3 separate regions of the Sus scrofa genome follow, and all the other regions are linked to region 2. The links are chromatin contacts, called in public HiChIP or PLAC-seq maps. All regions are on one chromosome and are shown on one strand. The core of a region is the stretch at or near the end of the contact, and the rest is flanking DNA. Distances in the headings are between cores, read along the strand shown.

What was found. HiChIP or PLAC-seq counts read pairs in DNA pulled down with a chosen protein or histone mark.
Region 1: an H3K27ac HiChIP or PLAC-seq map of skeletal muscle shows a contact between it and region 2. The contact joins two enhancer-like sites. A contact is called at or near these places in 2 of 2 datasets of contacts at active chromatin or transcription factors (alveolar macrophages and skeletal muscle).
Region 3: an H3K27ac HiChIP or PLAC-seq map of skeletal muscle shows a contact between it and region 2. The contact joins two enhancer-like sites. A contact is called at or near these places in 2 of 2 datasets of contacts at active chromatin or transcription factors (alveolar macrophages and skeletal muscle).

Annotation. Positions count from the first base shown.
Region 1 is chr13:126,067,795-126,070,494 of Sscrofa11.1, forward strand. The region is part of intron 3 of LPP (lipoma-preferred partner); the gene reads left to right. Among named protein-coding and RNA genes, the nearest start is that of MIR28, 210 kb to the right of the region's middle. Within about 2 kb of position 1,262, at least 10 of the 83 cell types and tissues checked have an H3K27ac peak or open chromatin away from gene starts, as enhancers often do. A contact at or near this core is called in skeletal muscle, where this site is marked.
Region 2 is chr13:125,816,812-125,819,511 of Sscrofa11.1, forward strand. The region is part of intron 1 of LPP (lipoma-preferred partner); the gene reads left to right. Among named protein-coding and RNA genes, the nearest start is that of LPP, 36 kb to the left of the region's middle. Within about 2 kb of position 1,315, at least 20 of the 83 cell types and tissues checked have an H3K27ac peak or open chromatin away from gene starts, as enhancers often do. A contact at or near this core is called in skeletal muscle, where this site is marked.
Region 3 is chr13:125,579,162-125,581,861 of Sscrofa11.1, forward strand. No RefSeq gene overlaps it. Among named protein-coding and RNA genes, the nearest start is that of BCL6, 190 kb to the left of the region's middle. Within about 2 kb of position 1,305, at least 3 of the 83 cell types and tissues checked have an H3K27ac peak or open chromatin away from gene starts, as enhancers often do. A contact at or near this core is called in skeletal muscle, where this site is marked.

The sequences.
Region 1 (2,700 bases), core at 12-2,511, 250 kb after region 2:
AATATGTCCAATAACATGGCAAAGGGAATAAATTTTGCAAATGGAATTAAAGGCCTTTCGTCCTGAGGGGTCCTTAGAAATGGATGATGGGGCTAGAAGAAATCTTTGGAGTGATACAATTTGAGTAAAAACGCCATAGCCTTTGCTGGCTTTGAACATGGCAGAAGGGGAGCACAAGCCAAGGAATGAGGGTAGCCTTTAGAAGCTGGAAAAGTAAAGACATGGTTTCTCCTTAGAGATCTTGCAAGGAAAGCACACATATTGACACCTTGATTTTAGCCAAGTGGGATTCATGACAGCCTTCTTATTTATAGCAATGTAAGATAATAATAATAAATTTTCAGCGCTTTTCAGTAATTGTTTCTGGTAAGTTTTGCAGCAACAATAGAAAACAAATACATTATTATATTGATATTATTTGTTTATGTGTCTATTCTCTCCTCTAGACAATAAATTTCTCAAAGGCAACAATGTTGTCATATAAAAAAAAAAACCTAAAAACTTAGCACTATTCTACATTAAAGAAATAAAATTTACTGTCGAACCTTGGAGAGGTCTAGTATTTACTCAGTGTGAACACTATATATGACTAGTCCTGCCCTAATTATTAGGCTCTGAATTTTTTTTACTCCCTAGGAACACTGTTTAACCTTACTGAATCTTAAGTTTCTCATCTGTACAAGGAGTTCAAGGGCCAGATCAGGTTTGCCATATTTTTCTGAGAGTCCAAATGGAACTACTCAGTTCTGCCAACTGAACACAAAGGCAGCCATAGGCGATAAGTGAATTAATGACTATAGCTGTTTTCCAATAAAACTTTATTTATAAAACAGGAGATGGTCTGCATTTGGCCATTGTTTGCTGACCCTATACTAGCAGAACCTCCTATTCCATTCTGATTCCTTTCTAATCTGATACTTTTGTGAGTTTATATAGAGTTAGTGCCATTAGTGCCGTTAGTGTCAGCTAAGCCATGGAAGTGTCAGTGGGACTTGGTGAAGTAACTCAAGTAATGAGATGGGTCTGTTTGTAAGAAGAAGCAAGATATTGCCGAATCAAGGGCCAGGAAGGGAACTGCCATCATGTCCCTGGCAAACAGACCTGGGACAAATGCTCTTAAGGATGAGACATAAGGAGAACCTTGAATGCCAAGGCTGAGCTCACTGAACTTGAAACTCAGAGAAGTGGAACTACTGTTGCAGGAATAAAAGGGAGCCATAAATCCTTTGCCCTCTGGAATGAAAGGCCTTCCGAGGCAGCTGGCCAAATGAAGCAGGAGGAGGGGGTGAGGTTTGCACTCAGCTAAATTATGTCTTTGGGCAGCCAGACCAGGTCTGCTAAAATAACAAGGTGCTTGAACTTCTGCCCAGAATACGTCATCAAACTTTGCATTTGGGACAGTCTTCTATCACATGACTTCCTAATCTGAGCAAGGGAAGAAAGCAGAGTGAATGAAATACAAAGAATGAGGTTTTTCTTGGAGTGCCTCCCTGGAGACAAAACTTGACTTTTCAGGAGATTACTTTTTGAATTCTCTGTTCTAATTAAACAAACAAACAAAATATAAGTTCATGGATCTAACAGATTTTGCAGCATCTAATAAGATTTTGGAGGCCTTTTGAAGTTTGCTCATGATGTGAGACTTGCCCATTGCAGGTATTGGGTGTGGGTTTATAGGTAAACATGGGCCAAGAAGAGCCCATCCAGAACTAAGAAAAGGCACAGGGATTTGAGGATGTCCTTGTTTGTCTGACTGCCTGGTTGTGGTGGTTGTTTTGCCTTAGCTATTTTGCTGAGTTTTCGGGACAAAACCAAACTGTTTGATTGCTTCATCACAATAGCTTGTTTAGGTCTTACAAATTGTTCAAGATCAGTTTGTCCATAATAAAAGTGACCTAGTAATATCCCCAGACCCAGTCACAGAAGCACTTGATGTGCCAAGTTAGTGCCACCTCAGGGCTCTTTATGTGGTCCCTCTCCAAGATTTCTAAACATTCCAGAGAAAGCACAATGCTTGTTTATTTGGCTGCTAGGTCTTCATTTTGCTTTTGTTTTAGTTACACTCCTATGCCTCTCTCTCCCTTTCCCTCCCCCTCCCTCTTTCTCTCATTATATATACACTTATTTTTACATTGAGAGCCACTCAGATTTTCCCTTTAAGGAATAATTTAAATTGGTTAGGATTCAACTTATGGTTGTCAAGAATCCATGCATATACCCACTTGGAAGATATTTTCTTACCTCTTCTCCATCTCAACTCTCTGAGGCATGGGAAGAGGTGCTTTGGGACTGGAGTGATGAATTGTACATGGTATGTGCCCTCAAGGAACACTTTGTGCAGGTAAATGGCTACTGTATTCTCAATAAGATGTATGGTGAACATGCCCTAGCAGGGCTCCAGAGGGTGAGAGTTGGGAAGGTTCTTTTGTTGGGGGCAGCCAAGGGAGGCTTTGTAGGGTTGGCAGGTGACCTGGGCCTCTGAGAACAGTTAGGGGTGTGAAATGAAGACGTGGTGGAGAGGAAGGTCCTGATACAGGGAAAATCCTGAGCAAGTTCTTGGAGTCAAGGAAGGTAGTCAGACAGACGACTGGGTAAATGGCTTAGCAAAGTGAGCATTCTGAAGTGGAGAACTTGCAGAGCTTCTGTTTGCAGCAGTGATCTCAAAAAATGCATAATCACCAGAGCACTCTAGGAGGGTAT
Region 2 (2,700 bases), core at 65-2,564:
GCTGGAAAGTTTTGAAGAATTCATGGAAAATTCTAATGGGAGTATCTGGGCATCTGGTAGCCAGGTGGACACTTGCTAATGTGTAGTAGACTTACAAACGTGGGCCAAGGCCTGTAAGGCACAGCTATATTTAAGGAGTATCAGTATCAACCTTGGTTCCAATTTCATGATGTCCAAATAAAGGGCCAGGAGTGTCCATGTGTCTACAAAAGGGGTTTGGGTGAGAGGAACTGACCGGTGGGTGTGATGTAGGAAGAACAATGCTCAGACTGTGTTTTTTAGTTGAACACCATACCTCTGGATTTCTTTTTTGTATGGGATAGCGTCCCTAAATCATGGAGTTGCCACATGTAATGGGGAAACTGGTACATCCAGTACCTGAATTGGATCCTAAATCTTTGTTTCATGCAAGATCGTGATTTAGTCCTATTTGAAGCCTCCCCTCCCCAGTGTCTCTTCTCTTTCCCAAACAGAGGAAATCTGACATCACCCCTGTCCAATTTATGAGGAAAGTTTTGGGTGGATATGCAGGGAAAATTAGCTGATAGACATAGACTGCAGAAGGTAGGTCTCCCTGTGCTGTGTTTTGAGAGACAAGTGCCAGGCAGAGTTGCTGTCCTGGGAAGCCTGGCTATATTTGGATGGTCTCAGGTGGGTGGATGCTGAGATGTGAGAGATAAGGGTGTGAGGCCAGAGCTGCTGAGTCCCCAGGCTTGTAGTGATGGAGCTCAGACCTATGGGTTTTTGGTGGGTCATGCTGTACAATTCTTTCCTACTTAAAACAAGGGCTGTGTGGAGTATAGACTTTGGTAGATGAATGCCTAGCCAGGGCCCAAGTTTTAAAAGGTTCTAAACCCTGAGGTGGTGACAGCTAAGGTGCTGGATGGTATAAGAAGGAAACATTAAACACCGGCACAGGTGCAGTGTGGAATTTTGGAAATCCCTAAAAATGGAAATCTGTGAGAGTGCTGTTTTGGGCTCTGGGAAATATTCACACAGCGACACTGGCCTATCTCCTTAGCCCTCTCTATAGAGACACCTTTTATTCCTGTTCTTTTGATGACAAAGGGAGAAAAGGCTTTAATTTACAAGCTAAGGTGGACTGGATTTGAATTTGTGCCCTATTACCCCACAGCTCCATGACCTTGGGAAGGTTGTTTCTCCTCCCTGAGCTCCAAATTCTTCATCTGAAAAGCAGGGAAAAACTTTACCCTATAGGATGGTTGTAGGTCTTGGAGAGAAAGTTGGCCAGGAGTGCTGTGTGCTCTAAGTTCCATTTGTGCCCAGTCTCCCCTGTTGGCTCCCTGAGGTCAAGAATCAGGTCTGACTCATCCCTGCCCTCCCTGTAGCACTGAACACATGCCTGGTGCATAGGAGCGCCCAGTAGATGGGTCCTAAGTGACTGAAAAAAGGAGTGTTTGGTCTGATGGCTGGCATTCCCCTGGTCTTAGAAACCAGAGAGGAGAGAAAAATGGTTTAGGAATGGAGAGTCAGGCCTGCGGGTTCCTGTTTCCTCATTCAGGGTGCGGTTGGGGATTGCCCGGAGCCACAGTTCCTTGAGACTTACCACCTCAGGCCTAAATCTGCCTCCTTTAATTACCTCCTTTCCAGGGAACAGGAGTCCTTGTTGTCTGCCCAGAAGCAGCTAATTATAGCTCCAACCTCTAGGCCCTGGTGTGCTTCTAGGCCACAGGACTGTGCAGCCTGAGCTGTCTGTTGATTTTGGGGTTTCCTTGGGGATTCTGTACATTTTCAAGTTTTCATTGGGGTCTGCCTTTTATTTTGAAGCCAGTGAAGAAAGTTGAGGGGCATAGAGTGTTCACAATTTTATAGGAAGATGTTTAGGAGAGAGTTAAAGAGCTTGGGGAGAGAAGGGGAGAGGGGAGTTTTAAAAAGCCGGCAACGTGACTTAAAAGGGGGATCTTGTGCATTTAATGTTTCCACAAGAGTGACATTTCATAATGGTTTTCCCAAGAAAGTCCCTTCACATTTGATCTTGGTGACCTCTGGGTCATGCTCTTTGAAACAAATTCCTTTTTCCTTTGAAATGATATTTTTATTATTTAAAAAGATTTTAAAAGATGTTCAAATAAATGCTCATAGTAAAGATAAAATACTATAAAACAATTATTTAAAAAACCCAAAAAACTAGGAAGAATTTCTTGTCCCATTTCCCCCCCACCCTAAATCCCTTCCCCACATGTAACCACTTTTTGTTTTTAATTCTTCTAGTGGTTATTGTCATATCTCTAAACAATGTGCCTATGTCTTTAGTTTTTGAGTTGTTAATATGAGATGTACCTATTGGTTTTTATTATAGGTAAGAATTAGCTCATATGCACACTGGTACTTCCCATCTCCCTTCTCAAATTTTGATAGCTGGATCACTTCTTTCACTCTCTGGGTTAGTTTCCTTTATAAACTTATATAATATGTACAAATCTCCATTTCTTGGCATATCAGCTTTTGACAGTACTTCTTCACCCCCCATTTTGCAAGATGAAGATGTTGAGGTTTCTCCCTACTTTCCTCTCCCACTTTTACAATTTGTCAGTTATGTTTGTTACCCTTTGCATCTCCACCTTTTATAACAACATTCATGTCTGCATGTACTTTTATATAGTTTTGTAATCATAGTGGAGGCTTCTTTGCTGTGTCTGTGGGTTGATTTCAAAAAACTGAAAACAGTCAACAACATTT
Region 3 (2,700 bases), core at 55-2,554, 240 kb before region 2:
TTTATAATTGCAGCAAACTGAGACTGCGGGCCACCAAGCACTTCCTCTGGAAATCCTGAAAATCTGCCGCCATGGGGCTGTGCCCAGATCCCAGCTGGAGGTAGACTTCTCTCTTCTCAGCTCCTGCCAGGCTGGTCTTCTTACAACAAACTCTAGATCCTTCCTTAATTCTACCTAGGAGGATAGGAGACAGCTCCCCACCCTCCTGCCCTCCCTTTTAAAGAACCCCCACACCAAGCCCTAAACTCCCAGGTCACGGCAAGCTCCCTTTTAGTCCTCAGTGCCTCATCAGGCAGTCCTGTCAAGACCAGACCCCAGAGCTGAGAAGCAGCTTGGGAAATATAATCCAATTTCCACTAGTCACCTAACATGGCCCCTCATTTATGGATCCAGCCGACGCCAGGCTTGTGCTGGGCATCTGGGGAGCTAATGGAAAGGCTGGGCAGGGGCTGACCTCAGAAGGAGAGAGGGAAAAAGACCAGCCGCAGAATTTCCTCTTCTACCAAAGAATGGGAAAGATCACATTGATTCCCACCTTTTCTTCTTTCTTTAAATACAAATGGAGCTTCTTTTTCAAATGTTATCTTTTAAGGGACCCCATCTATACAACTGGAAAGCACCTATCCCTCAGGTACTTCACAGGGATCCTATAACCGTGCTTCTCAAACTTTAATGCACGTGTGAATCCACAGTGGATCTGGTTAAAAGGCAGATTCAGATCTAGAGGTCTGTGGTGGGATCAGACGTCTGTATTTCTATCAAGCTCCTGGTTGCTGTCAATGCTGGTGGTCCATGGACCACATTTTAAATAGCAACCATTTAGAGCTCTAAGGATTATTGTTTGAAAACCATTCCTCTTTAGGATTGAGAGCTAGTGGGTCTCCCCACTCCCCATCCCTGAATAAATCAAACCAAGTCTCCTGGATTAGTGTCTCCTTCTCTGCTTGAAGTCAGCTTCAGCAGTTAACTCCACACCAAAGTCCTCGGATCACCTCCTTACCTCCTTCTGGCTGGAGGTATCTGTCACCTCCACAAGGCAGGCTGGGAAAATTCCTGAGAGGCTTGGCCACGAGGAAGAGCTTTAAGGTGTGGCCTTCACTCTAACAGGAAAAGTACAAAAAGTTCAGGTTAATCTTCTTCACAGACAGACAGACTAACAGACAGAGAGAAAGATCAAGCCACCGTTCCCACTGGCTTTGAAAAGGATAGCACCTTGTCCCTGTCCTCCCCTCACCCCAGCTGATGAATGATGGGAGTCATTCCCCCTCACACTCTGCCTTCCAGGCCCATCCCCTTCAGGACTGAGATGCTCCCACTGAGGTCAAAGGTATTTTTAGCTCTGTTCGTGTGGGCCCATGCTTGGCCAGTACCCCCTGGACATTCATCTTGGATTCCACAAATGCCAGGTCTCCTAATCCAGGAGGCACAGAGGCAACAGGGGAATCTGAATGCACTGGAAAATGCAAGACATGGCCTTTTGAGGATTTTGTCCACATGCCATGTCTGATAAAGCAACAGTAACACCTAATGCTCAGAAAATGCTTCAGCATTCAGAGTACTTCCACTGGCCTGGCCTCATTTCATCTGCCCAAGAGGCTCATGAGAAAGACAAGACAAAAGAGCTATTCTTACTCTACTTAATGGAAGAGCCAAGTGACTAGCAGGGCAGAGCTAGTAAGTGGCAAACTTGGGTTTTCTGCTTCCAAGTCCAAGCCCAGTACTCTTTCCCATATTCCTGGGAAACCCAGTCTTTTGCTTTTTCTTTAGCTTTGTTTTGGTTTTTGGTTAAACCCTGCAAGAAGTTTAACCTTCTCCAACAGAACTTCATGTTAAAAGCCGGGATCATCCATGCTTTTAAGAAATGGAAGACTAGATATAAGGAAGAAAGAGGCAGTAGATATCAATGGTCCAAGAGGAAGGAGAGGATACACTCAAAATAAGGTGACCAAAGAGAGATTAATTTAAGTATAATTCATAAAGGTTGAGCCAAGGTCAAGGAAAACCAAGAGACAGGGAGGCACCCTGAGGCTAACAATAACCTGGAGCTGTTACTGGTCCTTGGGATGAAAGGGCAAAAGGAGAGATTACCAGAATGTAGCAGAAAAGTAGGCAGTGCTGGGGAGCTGGCAGGGGGCTGCCCAGCTGGAACTGTGGCTTCTGACACTTTGGATGCACCCAACCATTGCCAAGCTACAGCAGGCAGGTAGGGGGCTAGGAAGGAGCCATCCTCACATCTCCTTCTCCCACCCTCCCACCACCTAATCGGTGCCAGGCTGAATCCAACCAGAAGGCAGAGGGCAGGGGAACCTACTGGTCTTCACAAAGGTCAACCTCTTGGAGGTGGGAAACAAGAAGGAAGGAGTGTGAATGTTGCAGGTGAGACAGAAAATGCCCGGCCCAGATTTGCTGGCACCTGCCAGGGGCAGGAAGTTGGTTGAGGGAGGCACAGTCCAGAGTCTGAGGGGGTAGGATTTGAGGGGGGAGTCATAGCCCCCTCTCAGAGTAAAAGACACCCCAGAGCCTAGCTGCAGCTCTCCAAGAACGAATCTGGCCCTGGTCTCAGGGGAGCACAAGAAAAACCAGATCAAGAGCTCCCGAGAGACATCACTAACCCCACAGAAGGGTTGGCCATCCTGGAGCCTGGGTTTAAATCCCAGTTCCTTCATTTTTCTCTGGGTGACTCCAGACCATTCATTTAAT